Regions from separate parts of the Mus musculus genome. Here region 2 is linked to region 1. A link is a contact called in public Hi-C data. All regions are on one chromosome and are shown on one strand. Each heading gives the region's core, a stretch centred on a gene start, on an enhancer-like site or on the middle of the called end of the contact. The rest is flanking DNA. Distances are from core to core; before and after follow the strand shown.

Region 1 (4,707 bases), core at 1,537-4,036:
TCATTTTCCACGTGAATGTTGGCTTTCTATTATTTATTTTGTTATTGAAGATCAGCCTTAGTCCATGGTGATCTGATAGGATGAATGGGACAATTTCAACATTTTTGTTTCTGTTGAGGCTTGTTTTGTGACTAATTATGTGGTCAATTTTGGAGAAGGTACCATGAGGTGCTGAGAAGAAGGTATATCCTTTTGTTTTAGGATAAAATGTTCTGTAGATATCTGTTAGATCCATTTGTTTCATAACTTTTGTTAGTTTCACTGTATCCCTGTTTAGTTTCTGTTTCCATGATCTGTCCATTGATGAAAGTGGTGTGTTGAAGTCTCCCACTATTATTGTGTGAGGTGCAATGTGTGCTTTGAGCTTTAGTATAGTTTCTTTAATGAATGTGGCTGCCCTTGTATTTGGAGCATAGATATTCAGAATTGAGAGTTCATCTTGGTAGATTTTCCCTTTGATGAGTATGAAGTACCCCTCCTTTTCTTTTTTTGATAACTTTGTGTTGGAGGTCAATTTTATTCAATACTAGAATGGCTACTCCAGCTTGTTCCTTCAGACCATTTGCTTGGAAAATTGTTTTCCAGCCTTTAACTCTGAGGTAGTGTCTGTCCTATTCCCTGTGATGGGTTTCCTGTAAGCAACAAAATGTTGGGTCCTGTTTCTGTAACCAGTCTATTAGTCTATGTCTTTTTATTGGGGAATTGAGTCCATTGATGTTACAAGAAATTAAAGAAAAGTAATTGTTGCTTCCTGTTATTTTTGTTGTTAAAGTTGGGATTCTGTTCTTGTGGCTGTCTTCTTTTAGGTTTCTTGATGGATTACTTTCTTGCTTTTATGAGGGTGTAGTTTCTGTCCTTGTGTTGGTGTTTTCCCTTTATTATCCTTTGAAGGGCTGAATTCATGAAAAGATTTTGTTTGGATTTTGTTTTATCATGGAATACTTTGGTTTCTCCATCTATGGTAATTGAGAGTTTTTCTTGGTATAGTAGCCTGGGCTGGCATTTGTGTTCTCTTAGGGTCTGCATATCATCTGTACAGGATCTTCTGGCTTTCATAGGCTCTGGTGAGAAACCTAGTGTAATTCTAATAGGCCTGCCTTTATATGTTACTTGACATTTTCCCCTTACTGCTTTTAATATTCTATCTTTATTTCATGCATTTGTTGTTCTGATTATTATGTGTTGGGAGGAATTTCTTTTCTGGTCCAGTCTATTTGGACTTCTGTAGGCTTCTTGTATGTTCATGGGCATCTCTTTCTTTAGGTTTGTGAAGTTTTCTTCTATAATTTTGTTGAAGATATTTGCTGGCCTTTTAAATTGAAAAATCTTCATTCTCATTTACTCCTATTATCCATAGGTTTGCTCTTCTCATTGTGTTCAGAATTTCCTGGATGTTTTGAGTTAGGATCTTTTAGCATTTTGCATTTTCTTTGACTGTTGTGCCGGTGTTCTCTATGGAATCTTCTGCATGTGAGATTCTCTCTTCCATCTCTTGTATTCTGTTGCTGATTCTCACATGTATGGTTCCAGATATCTTTCCTAGGGTTTCTATCTCCACCACTGTCTCACTTTTGGTTTTCTTTATTGTGTTTAGTTTCCCTTTTAGGTCTTGTATGGTTTTGTCCTATTCCATCACCTGTTTGGTTGTGTTTTCCTGTATTTCTTTAAGGGATTCTACCTCTTTAGCAGTGTTCTCCTGTATTTCTTTAAGTGAGTTATTAAAGTCCTTCTTGATGTCCTCTACCAGCATCAAGAGATATGATTTTAAAACCGAGTCTTGCATTTTGGGTGTGTTGGGTATCTAGGACTGGCTGAGGTGGGAGTGCTGGGTTCTGATGATGGTGAGTGGTCTTGGTTTCTGTTAGTAAGATTCTTATGTTTGCCTTTCGCCCTCTGGTAATTTCTGGAGTTAGTTGTTATAGTTGTCTCTGATTGGAGCTTGCTCCTCCTGTGATTCTGTTAGCCTCTGTGAGCAGATCTGGTAGTGTAGCTCTCTCCTGAGTTTCAGTGGTCAGAGTACTCTCTGTAGGCAAGTTCTCCTTTTTCAGGGAAGGTGCACAGATATCTTGTGTTTGGACCTCCCTCCTGGCTTAAGATGAAGTCCTGAAACAGGGCCTGTCCCAGAATCTGTATACCTTCTGTAGTGTGTTCTCTCACCTGAGCAGACTAGTCTCTGAGGGATCTGGTACCCAATATTGCTCTCCCAGGTGCTCTGTTGTAGAGCCCTCCTGGGCAGGGCAGATACCTCTCCTCTGTCAGGGAAGGTGCCGGGATGTCTGGAGCCCGAAATGGGCTCTGTTCCAGAAGCTGTGTTGCTTCTGCCTGTTGTAGAAGCTGTGTAGCTTCTGTAGTCCGCACTCTCGCCTGGGCAGACTAGTCTTTGAGGGATCTGGGACCCAAGATGGCTCCCCCCAGGTGCTCTGCAGCAGAGCCCTCCTCTGTCGGGGAAGGTGCCTGGATGTCTGGAGACTATAAATTTTTACTTCCTGGTTCCTGTTTTCTTCTGTGTAACTCTTCAACTTTACACTGTATCCTTGTTTCCTTTTCTGTAATCCCTCAAAAGCATAGACTTTTCCCTGGAAAGGAAACTAGAGATCCTGTTGTCCAAGTCCTTCACCTTACAGACGAGAACCTCCAGGCCAATGTTGATTTATTAACACCCGGAAGATGAATAAAGTAATAGCAGAAGTGAAAGATTAGGATCTTTTGAGCATAGTTGCTGTCAACGTGGTTTGACTCTTCTCAGAGCTCTGAGTCACTGTCTGTGTGATTGCACATTTGATTAAACACATACAGTTCCTTCTATAATTAGAGGCAGGTAAAAATAGCAAAGTGACTTGACCACTTCTCCATTTCCCTGGAGCCCATGTCACAATTATCGTCTTCCTTTTGACAGCAATGTTATAGTTTTATATTAACTATTTTATTCGTTTTTGGGGGTTTAATATAATTACTGCCTGGGGCCACTGAGGATTAGTGAAGCATATGTAAATAAAATCTGGGTGAGTTCAGAAAAGCACGAGGAGGGGAGATGTAGGAAACCCCCTGTAGCATTGCAGAGGTGTCAGGGCAGAAGTGAGAGCTGCAAACATGTCACAGCCTGGCGATGCTGTATCATAACCTACAAGTCAGGAGGTCTGGATTCCCTGTTCCTGGGTGCAGGTCTGAACCTTGGAAAGTTGATGACATTTAGCTGTCATTGGTGGCTTTCATTATTAGAATGAGCTAAAAGAGAAGGGACCTTTAAAGTGACCTTTCCCACCAGAACCTATGACCCAGATGATGTCATGCATGACAGGCCCTGTTACAGGGATTTTTCACATGATCAGCTGAGGAGCTACAATATCCATTTTGAACTTGTCCTGTAGTTCTCAAAAGAATGTACTAATCTTCAGCCGTGTGTGTGTGTGTGTGTGTGTGTGTGTGTGTGTGTGTGTGTGTGGGCCTTCTGTATGAGAATGAGAAGATGTTGGGTGAGAGCCTCATTTAGGTGACAGGAAAATAAATTACTTCAATCTACATTAATGATGAAAGTTCATTTACTCCTATTTTATTAATATATTTTTAGTTAAAAGAGAATTACATCCCTTTCCCACTACCCCTTTCCTCCCTCCAGCCCCTTCCCAGATATTTTTTCCTCCAATCCCTCCTATGACCTTCCCATGCTTACATTGCTAGCCTCTATTTCTTTGATTATTACTGTTTCATATATACATATGTGTGTGTGTGTGTGTGTGTGTGTGTGTGTGTGTGTGCACGTGCATAAGTATCCACAAATATATAATCAACTTTCTGGGTCTTTTTTGGTTGTTTGTGTATATATGGACCCGTATTCATTGAGTAACCAACAAGGGGACTTATATCCAGGAGAGGCTAATTCTCCTCTGGCTGTTATTAGTTGCCTGTGGGTGGGTCCCATGACATTTTACCCACTTTCATGTCACCAGATCTATTGATAATGAAATTGTTCCAGTCTTGTTTATTCAGCCATTTCTAGGAGAGACTGTTTCACAGCCAACTTCCTGGTGTTCTGGATCAGACAATCTTTTTACCCTTTCTTCCAGGATATGCCCTGAGCCAAGCCATAGATATAAGAGCTGTGATATAAGTGTATCCATTGAGGCTGGGCTCCTCATGATCTGTCGCTGTATTGTGTTCAGCTGTGGGTTTTTTGTGATAGACTCCATTTGCTGTAAATAGAGGCTCTGTTTGATGAGGTGTGGGAGCTACCTACACTTATCTGTACCCACAGCATTGAAGGATGAGATTTGAGTTGTAGTGAGTAATTACTCTGGTTTAGCCAAGTCATGGTGGTAAATTCTTTTCTAAGGTCTATGCCCTCACAAAACTTGAGAAGCTAGCTAGATTTCCCATACAAGGCATGAATTCCTTCCTGTTGCATGAGACTTAAGTCTAATTAGACAGCTGTTGGTTATCACCAACACACAAGGGATTCTCATTTCATTCTTTGGATATCTTATCATGCTGATCATTGTTGTGCTTCATAGGTTTTGCAGCTGGGTAGGACTCTTGAGTTGCCTCCCTCCACTGACAACTTGTATATCATAGAAGCTAGAGTCATCCACTTGACTCATCTGAGTTCTGGGTTCAAAGTGTGTGGTGTTAGCAGTAAACGAGGACTACATTGATAGTAGTCTGTGTTGTTTTAGGAGTCACTTGAATAACTCTTAAACATTCCAAAGAAAA
Region 2 (4,817 bases), core at 1,461-3,960, 93 kb after region 1:
GGGACCACCAAGAGCTCTGACTGGTGACAGGACACATCCTTGAGCAGGACCTTCCCTGTTTGCTTAGGGCCTGTTTTCCTGTTAGCATATCTCTCAGTTCCCTTTTCCTACTTTTTCTATGAGGTTCAACACTTTAGGATATCTTTTCTTTTCCTTATCTGCTTCTTATTATCTAGAAGCCTAGTACAGTGCTTTCACACATAAGTACTTAGGTATTTACAGAATTAATGATACTGTAAAAGGAGCAAAGGGAAGAAATGATAGTAAGGTATTTAGTCAATTTGGGGATCAACTGAATACAGGGGTTCAGGAGCCTTTGCCTGGCTCCTGTTGCACTAGAATCATGAGTGGTACTTCCTGAGACCTTCATCTGTTCCTAGGAATATGTGTGACTCACTTCAAAATAATTGCCTCCTAGGAAGCTTTCTCTCAGTCTGCTTGTCTGACTCTTCCTCCTTCTTTCCTTAGTGGGACTGGAAATGATCTTCCTGTTTGTGATGTCACCAGCACCTGTGACATGTACCTGGGATGGCCCTCCCCCAGGACTGTTAGTGCCAGGAAAGTGCTGGGTGCTCAGGCTGAACCTTTTCACCAAGCCAGTGGCATTCCAAAGCCATCACGTGGAGATTGACTCAGTCCTAAATCAGGGAGCTCCATCACAGGGTGGAAACTTGCTTCCGAAGGGAGTGACTGATGTTATAAATCCTGGCTAAAGTACATTTTTTATTTTCATCATATATAAAAATAGCCTGGGCACTTGTTCTCAGTATTTTTTTTTTTTTTTTTACTTTTAACAATGGAAAGCAATCTTTCCAAATTTCTTTTGGAAAAAGCCTCCACCTCCCAGACTGTCAGTGCTGAGATTTAATGTTAACCAAGTGTGAATTAACCATTAGATTTACGATCGCTGTCTGTATACCTATGTTCACAGACAGCATGAGTGTAGATACATGGCAAGGTGTGATTTGGTGGTCTCTCTCAGAGGCAGGTGGCCGTAAGAAGAAAGCTAGAAGTGAGTTGAGCTTCACATTATGAGACATTGTTCGCTATCCGTTTGCTCATGGGACTCTTTTTCCTTTGGAAACACAAAAAGCAAAATAAATAAATAAATAGATAGATAAATAAATAAATATCAAATAGCGTAAGATGGAATTTTCCACTTTGTTTTATAGGAGTGTGCAAATTTTAAGATTATTCCCCCCTCTTTATCTAAAGGAGTGGCTTTAGGAATTGATGTAAAAACATTCTCATCTCAAATAAGATAGTTTATTCTGGAACCAAATATGTGTGACCATGTCCTGGGAACACAGGCTTAGATTACCCTAAATTATGTTTCAATATACAAATAGCTTCCTGAAGGTTTACAGTAACAAAACAAAAATCGTAAAATCAAGACCTTTTTCAACTCCATGGATGGGAACATGAGAGAGGCAGATAAAAGTGCCCAGAGTGAGGTCTCAGCCACAGGCCTCAGGTGCTTCCTCAGAGCAACAGCCGTAGCCTCTTGATTGGTGTGGAGTATGGTTCTGTTAAGATAATGTATCCCCAAAAGCATTTAGCTCCTTGTCACAGGATATTAGATCTGGTACACAGACAGCTCTTTAGGGAGCCAAGCATAGGCAAGGTAAGTTGTAATTAGGCTCTGTACCTACAACATTCAAACGTCCGCACATCACTCAAGTTAAAAGCAGCCAATTAGCCTCTGCCAACACAGTTTCTCTCTAGCAATTTTCCTTGAGAGTAAGCTAATATAAATCCCTAAGCACACTTGAGGTTTGTCTATGCTTTTGATGAAAATGACTGCTTAATCAATAAAACCTATCAGGACGGAGGTTTGGAATGTTGTGACAGCATTTGTTAATATGCTCTGACTCACTCAATAAATATGGCAGGCTTGGGAGCCAGGCATTACTCTGAATATTCTCAAAGAACAGTGAAAATATAGTTTGCTTATGAAACTTCAGGTAAAAGTTGCCTGGAGGGATCTTTTGCACTCAGAAGACAAACCACTATGCTTTTATTACATTTGGTCTGGAAACCATGCTTTAAGACATGCATACAGGGAAACGCTTTTCTTCTGTTTCCTTAGGTAACTGTAGAATGACGCTAAAGAGCCTTTCTTTTCCCTATTTTGGTATTTAGTGTTGAGCAGTGATGGGGCAGCTCTAATGATGGGTACTGTACAACAAGCAAGGATGTTGTTTCTGCAGCAGAGATTTAAAAAACAAACTAAAGGAACAGTGTTCACCACAAGTAGGATGGTTGACATATTAGTTACAAGGAGAACACAGGGGAAATAGATCTACATTGAAACAAAGGCTAAAATTTCAAATAATGTTAGTGCTTAGCAGAAAAAAAATATGGTAAAGGAAATACTTTGAAATTGTGCTCTCTCTGTGCATTACCTCATTCATCTCTATGGTAATCTGAACGCACAGTGGCCAGGCGTTCTTCCCATTGAGCAATGAGGAAGTGGCGCACGAGGCACTTGGTTATATAACTGACTTAGAGATGAAGACAATGTAAGAGGCAGACTCTTGGGAGCTTTGGGGGACTTCTTCAATGATGTGATTGTTTTGTCTTTCCCAGACTTTGTGAGCATCTCACAGCCCACTCAAGACTATGTTCAGGATACTCCATAAGAAGTGCTGCCTTCACCCCAGGCTGCTGAAAAGCAGGTCACAGGCTAGGTGAGTCAACCAATAGTTAACTTCTGACAGACACTGTTACACAAGGTTAGCTGTCTAGTAGAGTCTCATACCAACAGAGCTGACTCATTACTCTCTGAAATCAAATGTGTTGAGCCTTCCCCTCCTCCAGCTTTCTAGCATTTTTGAGCTTGGGTGAGTTTACACATGCTAGAGTGAACATTTTATTGATACAGCTATCTATGAGTTTTCTCCATCTCCATGCAACCCTTCACCCATACTCCTGTAAGTAATTCCATTAAGCTCATTGGTTCATCAAATTGGACTTTGGTGGTATCCTTACTTTGATCTGTCATTACTTCTTATTTGAGGTGAGTCCATATGTGTTAACATTTCCTCAGGAATAGTGTCATGCAATACTGCACCACAATCATCTTTCGTCTAAAAGTGTCACATCTTTTCATCATGGAATAAAATAGTCAGGATAACTTATGTAAATATTGTGAAATTTAGCTGAATTTTTTCTCTGTATATAAATATATCTTTCTAGCTCTCTGGGATTTAGTGAACAGACTCACTTACTTGAAATATTTCCTTTATTGAAAAAAATTTTTTCATTTTTTAATTAGGTATTTTCTTCATTTACATTTCAAATGCTATCCTGAAAGTCCCCTATTACCCGCCCCCCTCCTCGCTTCTTGGCCCTGGCATTCCCCTGTACTACTGGGGCATATGTGTATATATATATATGTGTGTGTGTGTATATATATATATATATATATATATATGTATATATATATATATATATATGTGTGTGTGTGTGTGTGTGTGTGTGTGTGTGTGTGAGAGAGAGAGAGAGAGAGAGAGAGAGTTCCATATTTTAGAGGACAACTTGTGGTGGTCAGTATACTCCATTACTATATGGAACACTACAGGAATTAAGGTTAGATGGTTAAATATTGGGGCAGCAACCTTTAAATGCAGACCATTTTTGATCAGATTAAAAAAATGTTTTGTTTAGTTTCCTTTTATTACAGTAGGTATAATTACTTATTCTGAAGATATCAAGATATTTATAATTAATAATGAATTCTCATAATTTCCTGTTAAAGCAGTAACTTGGGAAGGCGAAGTTTTGCATTGAAGCTGACCTACAGTAAGTCTGAGAATAAAATGGAGAGAACTCCATGAACATATTTGAAGACGGTGATATCATTTCTTAAGATAAGATTGCATTTGAGTCTTTTGTAAATCTTTTGGTTCCATATTTTGCTGTGTAAAATGTCCTCTGGTTTGTAGCCTGTGGCCTTTGTAGGGATAACTCTAACTGACTTCCAGTCGCTTTGGGAAAATGGCAAGCACCAGCATCTGGATCGCTTCATAAACCCTGTCTGTCCAGTCTGTGTAGCAGGGAGCCGCAGGTAAGCCTGCAGACATCTGTTCACCCTCCTTCAGTCAACATTTAAGTAAAGTTGCGTCTGAAATGATCTAACATTTCCCACTCATCATCCCTGCACACAGAGAAGTCTAAATCAACCAACACTCCATCCTGCCCTAACCTGTACAAGTATCTGGGTATTTACTAAAGCAGTATTTCATAAGTATTAATATTTTATAGATCTATTTGATTAGATTATATAGCAGTTCAGCTTGAATTTTTTCCTGTTTGTAGAGTTTTTGAGTCTGGTTTGAGATTCCATTCAGCTATTTCTTAATCCTGGGAGGGAGCTTTGCTTTATGGTATGTGTAGTTGAGAGCTCCTCCCTTTTAAAATGTGACATTTATAATCAGTGATACAAACAGCCTAACAAAACTATAGTAATCAAAAAGTTTTCACAAAAGTGTAGCTTTAGATATAGGAAGCTTATTTTTATTAGATTGATTTTTATTGCCATGAAAAATAAAAGGACCAAAAGCAATTTGGGGTCCACACCTCTACTAGAAATCCCAGAGAACTGCAGCCATCAGAGACCACCAGGTGAGACCTCTACTCCAATTCCCTACTTGTTTCCCTACAATTTCCCTCTGGGAAAACCCAGCCGCAGTGAGTTCTGCCTTGCCCCCTCTGCTCTCCATTTCTGGACTACAGCTTGCCTATATCCCTGGAGGCCTGTGGCCATCTGGGACAACTAGGTGTGATCTTCAACCCTCAAGTTCCTACTAGCTGGT

The links. Hi-C and Micro-C count contacts between places; a contact is called where the count stands out from the background.
Region 2: a contact with region 1 is called in a Hi-C map of myeloid progenitors, with 2.1 times the contacts expected there. The contact joins two enhancer-like sites. A contact is called at or near these places in 2 of 484 Hi-C or Micro-C datasets (Th1 cells and myeloid progenitors), 1 of 115 datasets of contacts at active chromatin or transcription factors (CD8 T cells) and 1 of 9 other capture datasets (bone marrow-derived macrophages).

Annotation. Positions count from the first base shown.
Region 1 is chr15:5,443,830-5,448,536 of GRCm38.p6, forward strand. It overlaps the pseudogene Gm46496. Among named protein-coding and RNA genes, the nearest start is that of 5430437J10Rik, 50 kb to the right of the region's middle. Within about 2 kb of position 2,787, at least 126 of the 459 cell types and tissues checked have an H3K27ac peak or open chromatin away from gene starts, as enhancers often do. A contact at or near this core is called in Th1 cells, bone marrow-derived macrophages and myeloid progenitors, where this site is marked.
Region 2 is chr15:5,537,036-5,541,852 of GRCm38.p6, forward strand. It overlaps 5430437J10Rik (RIKEN cDNA 5430437J10 gene), which reads left to right. Exons shown (of 5, transcript NR_045274.2): 2 at 2,590-2,690. Among named protein-coding and RNA genes, the nearest start is that of 5430437J10Rik, 43 kb to the left of the region's middle. Within about 2 kb of position 2,711, at least 93 of the 459 cell types and tissues checked have an H3K27ac peak or open chromatin away from gene starts, as enhancers often do. A contact at or near this core is called in Th1 cells, bone marrow-derived macrophages and myeloid progenitors, where this site is marked.